2 separate regions of the Zea mays genome follow, and region 2 is linked to region 1. A link is a contact called in public Hi-C data. All regions are on one chromosome and are shown on one strand. Each heading gives the region's core, a stretch centred on a gene start, on an enhancer-like site or on the middle of the called end of the contact. The rest is flanking DNA. Distances are from core to core; before and after follow the strand shown.

The links. A called contact is a pair of places that touch in the nucleus more often than the background predicts.
Region 2: a contact with region 1 is called in a Hi-C map of ear, with 1.9 times the contacts expected there. The contact joins the enhancer-like site here to the promoter of LOC103626240 in region 1. A contact is called at or near these places in 4 of 25 Hi-C or Micro-C datasets (bundle sheath, ear, leaf and 1 more).

Annotation. Positions count from the first base shown.
Region 1 is chr5:37,217,730-37,222,473 of Zm-B73-REFERENCE-NAM-5.0, forward strand. LOC103626240 reads right to left here and starts at 2,300. Exons shown (of 1, transcript XM_008646641.3): 1 at 806-2,300. The coding sequence starts at 1,939. The coding sequence ends at 938.
Region 2 is chr5:37,305,939-37,310,682 of Zm-B73-REFERENCE-NAM-5.0, forward strand. No RefSeq gene overlaps it. Among protein-coding and RNA genes, the nearest start is that of LOC103626241, 49 kb to the right of the region's middle. Within about 2 kb of position 2,478, at least 17 of the 20 cell types and tissues checked have an H3K27ac peak or open chromatin away from gene starts, as enhancers often do. A contact at or near this core is called in bundle sheath, ear, leaf and 1 more, where this site is marked.

The DNA.
Region 1 (4,744 bases), core at 1,050-3,549:
TCTAATGTGGCGAACCATTTTGCGAGCTTATATCATCCTACTATATTTGCTCTAAGAAGACTCATAGAGAATCGGTAATCGCGCCAAAAAAGTTCATCCCTATGAATCTCACTTCTCTTCCTGAAAACATTGTCACATCATATAAAACACTTAGAGCAGCTCCAATAGTTATGTATATTTCTACTACCTAAATCTGAGATTTAGCAAGTCCTCAAATAATATAGTAAACAAAAAAACTTATCTCCTCCAACAGTTCTCTATATATTACTTCCTAAATATGTTAAAACTTGTCATATCACCAATTTGAGTGGGATTAGCCATTTTTCCTTTTGTTTTCATCTCACATCTGCAACTCGATCTCAAAATTGTGACCTCGTCAGCAAACTGATTCAACATGGTGAGTTGTGTTGTCCTTTTGATTTGTTGCCACAATTGTTTATTCTCGACCTGTGCATGTGCAGCTGTTATATTATTAATTGTTTAATCTCTAGCTTACTAGGTGCTGCAATTGTGCATCACCGACAGCCGGCACATGGGCTCAGAATGTGGAAAAGACGTCCAAATAAAAGAAGTGTGCCAGATTTTATGGTTTGGGAGTTGGTAAGTGGTTGCTAAATGTAGGTAGGAAATAAGGTTAGATGAGAAGTGACTAAATTTAGGAAGTTTATTTAGAGAGCCGTTGGAGATGAGTTTTTAGGTTAACTATCTAAATTATTTATTTAGAGAGTATTTTAGAGAACTACTGCTTATGTGACAGCTCATTGGATACAAATTGAACTTAACTAAAACTTCGAAGTAAGTAACAGAAACAGAACCATTAGATAAGTCTTATATTATCACAATTTATAGCAGCGAATACATAACGACCAAAGTCCTGAAAAGAGAACAACATGCCAACAAAAAAAAGGAACACCACTTTACAGTTCACCCCCTCTGCCTATTTGAAATCAAACAACCCTCTGCAACTCCGACCATGGCTGACGTACCCAAACGGGCGTCGACGACGGACAAGTCTACTGTCGTTCCCAAGACCAGCTCCAGTCGTCCCGTACACCGGAAGCTCGTTCTCGCACGTCCTACGGCAACCGGGCCCGCCGTTCGCGGGAGCAAGGGCTGCGAGGTTCTCTAGCTCAAACAAGTCGGAGCTCGCGTCGCTGCTCTCCTCGCCGCCGTCGCTGTCCTCCACTTCCACCACCGGGAATCGCCTGCAACCAGCGGCGGCCGCAGCCACAGCCACCTCGCCTTCGATGTCCAAGAACCGCACGGTCCTGCTACGGTTCCGGGTCGCCCTGGCCCGGGCCCTCGCGGACGGCGGTGTCTTGGCGAGGCAGGGGCGCGCGGTGGATGGCGCCGTCGAGCACGCCGGCTCCTCGTCCGCCGGAGCCGGGTGCTGCCGCGCAGAATTCCGCTTGCCGGAGAATATGGCGTTGAGAAGGCTGGCGAGCCGCGCGCCGGGGGAGGCCGGCCTGCGGCAGCCGCCGCTGGCGGGGGCGGCGGACGGCTTCCGCGCCCTCTTCGCCGTGCCTGGCGGGGCCGGCTTCTGCTTCTCCACGGGAGCCACCGAGGCCGGCCCAACGCCGCCAGCTGAGGTTCGGATGGGGCGGAGGCGGCGGAGGGAGTACTCGACCTCGGACGACGAGAAGTAGCCACGGCCGGAGGAGCAGTCGTCCGCAGGCGAAGGGGCCGCGCGCGCCGCCCGGTGGCTGGCGGCCAAGAAGGGCTTGTAGTAGTAGTAATGTAGGGCCGCCTGGTGTTGCTCCTTGGCGCTCCGAGGCGTCGGTGCCGTGGCACGCTCCGCCGTTGCTCCGTGGCCGCCGGCCTGCTCGTCCAAGGAATCGCAGATGGCGTCCAGCAGCGTGGACGAGAAGGATGGTTGGCCAGGTCGCCGCCTCGGCCTCTCCCGCGCCGCCGACGGTGGCGCTGGCGCCCACCTCTCCATTGTTGACGTGTAGTCGAGAAGAGCAGAGCAGCGAGTGCGCGCGGGGCAATGATGATATAGGCGGGCTAGCTAGCGATGGAGGGGACAAGGGAGCTAGCTAGAAAGCGAAGGGGCCAGGCCGGGCCGGGGCAGCAATGGCGGGCGCGCGTGTGAGTCGGGGGAGTGGAGTGCGGGCGTGCGGGGTGAGGGGATCTTGTTGTCTGGGTGTCCCTCTCCTGCTCTCCATGGTCCCGGCCCTGCTCTGTCCTTGATGCTTCGATTCCTTCCGGCTGCCGCCTCTCTTTCCCTTTACCTTTGTCGGCGCCAGGAATGCACCTCTTGCCTATCACTGCTGGTTTACCGTTTTAGCTCAATATACTGTATATAGTAGTAGTTCTGTTTTGTATAGAATCTTTGGTTTGACAATCCATACATTCAGTAACTGTGAGCACTAAGCTAAAGGCTCGTTTGGTTTGACGACTAAAGATGAGTCACCCATTTTAGTCTGATTTAGTTTCTAAATTACCAAACTGTGAAACTAAAACATGGACTAAACTAGTTTAATCTCTAGTCCCTCAAGAGGTGACTAAAAAAAACTAAACCATATAAATTCTACTTTTTACCCTTCATTTATTTCAATTGCACTAAAGTTGAGAGAATGCTAAGGGGTATTTTAGTCCTCTTATGATTAATTTAATATGTATTAAATAGTTTTAGTCTTTAGAATCAAACAAGGTAGGGACTAAACTTTAGTCTTCTAACTATACTTTAGTCTCTGAACTAAAGGAATCAAACGAGGCCTAAGTCAAATTTAAGGTGTGTTTGTTTCCCTCATGGATTATATATGTTAGATTACGGTAGAATGGCAGGAGGATAAAATATTACTTGAAGACCGTAAATAAGTTAAAATAAGCTAACATTAGGCAGTTTATTTAAGTTTATTTGTGATTATAAAATGATATTTTACCCTCTTACTCTTACACTATAATCTTGCTTATATAATATATGAGAGAAACAAACTGGGCCTTAAGCACTTACCTATTGGATTTTTTTTCTCTGTTGTATTTATGAGGCGAAAGAGAATCTAATCCAATTGATAAGTGCTTTAGCGGTATTTTAACATGTGACAGATGCGTATGCATGATTTAAATGTGCATCATGTGGGGCCAAACATACACGCTCTTCATGTGAGAAACCAATTTAGGCTTTTGTTCGTTTACACCAATCCAGCTCTAGATTAGCATGGATTGAAATTAAATCCATATCACAATTTATGCTCCAAAATAATCAAGACTACTTAAATTTTTTTATTCGGTTAAACTCACCATAGAATATAACTCAAGGGTTTAGGAATTTTTTAAACTATATAAGGCATGGATTTTATCCATAGCTTATTAAGTATGGAACAAATCCATGAAGATATTGAACAAGTTTACATTAGAATCCATGGATCAAAAGAATAACTATCTTTAAGAGACACATGAATTAGTTGATGGATTTAATCCCACCATAGGATTGGGTGTGAGGTATGGATTCATCCAATCCATACCCGGATTAAATTCATGGTGGGATTTAATCCCATGTAACCGAACAAGGCCTTAAGCTGATTAAAAGAATCCTCCATCATTGGCAACCCAGACCGGACGTGAGTCTGATAATAGTGACAGTCGACATGGGTAAACTGTGTGCTCGTATCTAGGGGTTAGTTTGGGAGAAGAGAATTGAAGGGCTAAAATCACTTTTTTATTTAATTTAAATTAAATGGAAAGAAGATTTTAATATCCTTAATCCACCTTTTTTATTTAATTTTAAATAGAAGAAGATTTTAACATCCTTAATCCCATTCAATTCCATGGCTCCCAAACTAGCACAGGTTATGGCAGTCTACGATGAAGGGTGTGATGGTGACATTAGGGCATGTACCTGAGACATCAGTTCGGTTTTTTAAATATAAGTGACGGCTTAAACCTCTCAAGAGACCTAATATTAAATGAGATTGTACATGCCCTTATATGATTTGCACCGTGAAAGTTCAAGGATAATATGAATGTCGTGGATAGGTGAGACCTCGATGGATAAAAAATTTTATAGCATTTGTGTGAAGTTAATTTATAAACAATCGGGTAGAATCTAAAATATCTAAAGCCTAGTTTGTATCCTTAGTATTAATTTGCATTCTAATAATTGTGATTTAGGTATAGATCAATTAAGCTAATATGATTTTATATATAATATATTTGTATACTAATGTTACTCATATGTAGGAGAGCGAGCCAAAGAGCATATTATAAATTGCAGAGTACAGATATAGACTAGTGATACATAAAATCAATTTGCACCCTTCATCCTATGAATTTGGGATATGCTTATATCTAGACTTTGAAAAGTGGTAGAGTGTCAAATTCCAAACCAAATAACCTATTCTATTAAGTAAATTCCAATTCCTTCAAAATAGAGGGATCCAAACAAACCCTAAGGCTCCATGTGGATCCTTGGAATTGAATTCCATTTAGTAATCGTAATTTAGGCATAAATAAATTAATATAATATGATTTTATGTAGAATATATTTATACATTATTGTTGTCCATATGTAGGAGATATTTATGTAATACATTTCTACTATAGAGAATAGAGACGAAGAGCGTGTTATAAACTGTAGAGTATAAATATAGCCTAGTGATACATAAAACCAATTTCCATTCCTCATCCTATGGATTCGAGATAGGCTTATATCTAAATTTTAGAAAGTGATAGAATGTCAAATTCTAAGTTAAATAATCTACTCCATTAAGTAGATTCCAATTCCTTCAAAATTTATGGATCC
Region 2 (4,744 bases), core at 1,228-3,727, 88 kb after region 1:
CGTTACTAGCTATAAGACAGGAAATGGACAGTAACGGACGGTCATCACTTCAAGCAAAATGCACAACCGTTAGGAAGGAATATTTGGACCAAGGTCCGACTACCACGAGCCACAAGCCACGGCCACGGCCTGGCCCGGTCGGCGGCGCACGCGTGTGACAGTCCTTCATCCTTTTCTCAACTTCTCAATAGATGCACCAATGGTCCACCTATTTAAGTTGATTGATTTGTCCCCTGAACTTCTGGTATGGTACTAAAATATTAGTACACCATAGCATTAAAGTGGGCCTTTAGCATTGACTATTATTGAATATTAATTTGGGCCACACCCACATTAATCCAACAATCCCCACCAAATGCTAAGTCACAATAAAATGCTCTCATCATCTAAAATGCTTGATATACATGTGTTTTGATGGAGACTGTTAAGTTGAACATCCACCTAGAACCTAGACTACACTTAATGTCACACCCGAATTTAAGGGACAAAGCCGGGTGCGTCTCATATATGCGCCAGAGAAGACAACACATATAATAACAGAGTGTATAGAGATAAATGTCACAATATCATCAGAGTACTTATTACATAGCGGAAGTCTTACAAAATAAATGATAAAATAAAGCGAACTAAATATTATTCCCTGGCGCTACAAAGCTGACTAGGAGACGCCACCTAGATCAAGTCGAAAGCCTCAGTGTTAGGCGACTCCTCTTCGACCACCTGTTCTTCTCCTGTGGGGGGTGTGAGACAGCAAGGGTGAGCTCACACATGTTTATCGCTCAACAAGTTGTGGGGAATAATGTGCATGAACTCACCAAAGGTGGGAGTTCATGTGAAGTGTAAGACAAATCAATATAATAAAGGCTGAAGCTGAGCATTGCTTTTATAAGTTGGTCAAAATTTTATTAGCAGTTACTAAGTGTAAGTGAATACCAAACCATAGTAATAATAAGTAAAAGTAACAATAAAATAATCCCAATGCATGCGAATGACAACTTGAATTTAATTCCATAAATTAAGCATGTGTGTCCGAGCTGCTCATGACCGCGAGCATGGCTAGTATACCAGTTTTACAATCTGCAGAGGTTGCGCATCTTTACCCACAAGTCATGTTACCCATCTGCCAAGAGACGACCAATCCCATACACCTCTACCGAGGAGGCGAGGCAGGGTAACACTACGAGGCCTTTACAAAGTTCCACTAGCTTCAGAAAACCCGCTACAGTTTCTAGGAAGCTCCAATGCAGGGATCCCTCACCTGACCGCCATCGCAGCAAAATCAACCTAAGGACCTTCCTACACTGACCACTCCCTTACTGCCCTTGCCCCTTTCGGGTAAGGTAGTCCTCCACTAGCTTTCCTAATTAGTCAGCCAAGGGCGTCCCATACCACGCTTGTGGTAGCACTGTTTTCCCGGGTGGTTCTCCATGTTCCAATTAACATAATGATCTTATCATGAACCATAAATAACAAATGATAATAAAAGTATAATCATGAATAGTGTGTATCTCTATACCCAAAACCACATAAAACAATAGCAGGTACTACCCAAAAATTCAGTGGTAAACAAGGTATAAAGATAGTCAAACTAGGGTAACCAATTTGGTCCCATCAAAATTAACCTATGCACATCATTATGATTAAACAGAACATGACTGGGGTAAAAAGAAAGTGATCAAGGGCACAACTTGCCTTCAACGAGCTCCTGCTCAGCAGTCTCTACCAGCTGAAGCCCTGGATCCTCTATGGCTTGCTCGTCTACTCACATCAATACAAACATACATAGTATATAGCGGAAATTAACATCACACCAAACATTTAAACAAAATACATAATAATAATCTACACATTAAAATAAGATTTTAGGAACAAGAATCATTAATTTTGGAGTTCCAGATTTTAAGTTATGAATTTCCAAAGGTTTTATGTATTTGACATAAGATTAACTAAGAAATAAATCTTATTACTGTTTTCATGTCAGAACAGAGACACTAGGTGATAAACAATAATATTACAAAATTTTAGAAACTGAGAATTAATTTGTACTAAGCATTAATTTTCTACAAATTAAACAAGTTCTAGCATTTATTTATACATTGAAAATCCATTTCTATTATTAATTTCATATTTTCAATACTCTCTGGATTGGGCACCAATTTCTAAAGAGTACAAGGGCTCTGGCGCAAATGTTACTAAGACTCAGGCGACCCCTTTTACGGACGGTGAGTTGATAACTGTAAATTGTAAGGGTTCATATGATAATGCGCAATCGCGAAGAGGTACGGTTGAACACGGGTCGTTGGATCCAATATCTGCGCTCCAGATTAGACTTCACGCTAGTTATTCATCTGCGCTCAGCCCTAGTCGTCAGATCTGGAATTCACGATTCTGGTTTAATGACTCGAAGGGGTACGCCAAGATTCGATCTAGGCCATCCATCTAAGATCTACGGTTCGCACTCTCTCGACCATTCATCCAATCGTGACCGTTAGACATGAGATGAACGGTCCACCGTTCTTCTTCAACCTCCGGTCAGCCCGCCATGACATCGTCCGCGCGCTGCGCGGCGAACGCACCCCACACCAAGCGCCACCCACCGCGCAACTCTGCCGGTGAGGCCTAGACCCTGCGCACGCATCCCATTCCGCCCCTACGAATTGGCAAAGCACACGGAGAGGAAGCATTGCTCACCGAGATCTGGCGCGACAGGAGGAGCGGCCCGCCCCTGTTGACCAGCGACCCGGCCGAGGGTATGGACACCGGCGATGACACCAGGTGGCCCAGGGATACCGCGCTCGATCGGTACGGCCACAAAACTGGAAGACCACGCAAGGACCCCTCCCTTCGATTGCTCGACCCTCACTGCACGGCGATGAAGAACTCATGACGGCGCTGGAGTCACTCGGGGTCACCAGGTAAAGGGATGGCGGCCTTGCCCCGCGATCATATAGGGCCGGCTGGTTGGGTTATTGGAGCGTGTGGCGCCAGGAGTTATCGTGCAGGTGGTTGAGCTCAAGCCGTCTGGCCATGGTGTGGCGGAGACTGACAAGTTGGCCCCATGCTCCAGAAACGCGGACTCCGCGCAAGCGTGGGAGAAAAATATGCTGGCGAGTGGGCCCCATTTAGCCGCGACACGGCGTGGGCGCGAGAAATAGCCGTGGTGCAGGCCCCGCTGGTCAGCGTAGCAGCGTGAGGGAGGGAAAGTGGGTTTGGGCCAGCAGAGGCAGGGAAGTGGATGGGCCAAATGGGTGGCAGCCGGCCCGTTTCGCAATAGTTTTGTTTTCCTTTTTCTTTTCTTTCCCTTTTAAACTTTCAAATTCATAAATTCAAATTCCATTCAAATTAAAACTTAGTGGTTCATTTATTTCCTCATAAAATGTACATCCTAAACATGGTATGAGGAAATTTTATTTATTTATTTTGATTTTTTTATTTTGTGGTAACTAGTGCTCTTCTCCTCTAATTCCAAAATTCCAATTTAAGTCTTACTTCCAATTCGAGTACTAATATTTTTTTTACATTATTTTATATTGTCACAAAATGCACACAAAGTGAAAACTCAGCATGATGCATAATTTAGTGGTATGTCTTTTATTAATCAATTTTTCTTTTAAGTGAGGTGTTCACATGTGATGGTAAATAAAGAGTGCACATACAATAAGGAAATAATTTCTCCTTTAGTAATCTTACAATTTGGGTATTACAAATCCTACTCCCCTTAACAAGAATCTCGTCCTCGAGATTTAGGAAGGACTAGAGAGAAGATGGGGAAAATCTATGCGAATCTCTTCTTCTCTCTCCCAAGTAGCTTCATCTTCTCCATGATGACTCCATTGGACTTTGCACATCTTTATAACCTTATTTCTTGTAACTCAAGTCAAGGTATCAAGAATCTTGATAGGATACTCAGCATAAGTCAGATCATCTTGAACACTAAGGTCCTCCATTGGTAGCTGCTCTTCAGGTACCCTGAGACATTTCTTTAGTTGAGATACATGGAAGACATTATGTACATCCGCAAGATGATCGGTTAACTCAGTTGATATGCAACTTCTCCCACTCGCTTTAAGATCACGAAAGGTCCAATGAAGCGAGGGGATAACTTTCCTTTAACTTTAAATCTTCTCATACCCCGGATTGGTGACACCTTAAAATACACGTGATCACCCTCCTTAAACTCTAGTAGTCTTCTCCGAGTATCAGCATAGCTCTTCTGCCTTGATTGTGCAGTTCTCAAATTCTCTCTTATCATTCGCACTTGTTCTTCTGCCTCTTGTATAAGTTCAGGCCCAAAGAACTGCCTGTCACCAGTTTGATCCCAATACAGTGGTGTCCTGCATTTTCTGCCATATAGAGCCTCAAACGGTGACATCCTCAAACTGGCGTGGTAGCTATTATTGTACGAGAACTCCGCATATGGTAAGCTTTTATCCCAACTACCGCCATGTATAAGAGCACAAGCTCTTAACATATCCTCCAGTACTTGGTTGGTATTCTCGGTCTGCCCATCAGTTTGAGGATGGTAGGCCGAACTGAAATTCAACTGTGTATCCAAGCACTCATGCAACTTCTTCCAAAACTGAGAAGTAAACTGTGATCCTCGGTCAGACACAATCTTCTTAGGCACCCCATGTAGACAAACTATCCGAGTCATATACAATTCTGCTAGCTTGGCTCCCATGTAATTAGTCCTCACAGGTATGAAGTGAGCCACTTTTGTCAGTCTGTCCACAATCTCCCAAAT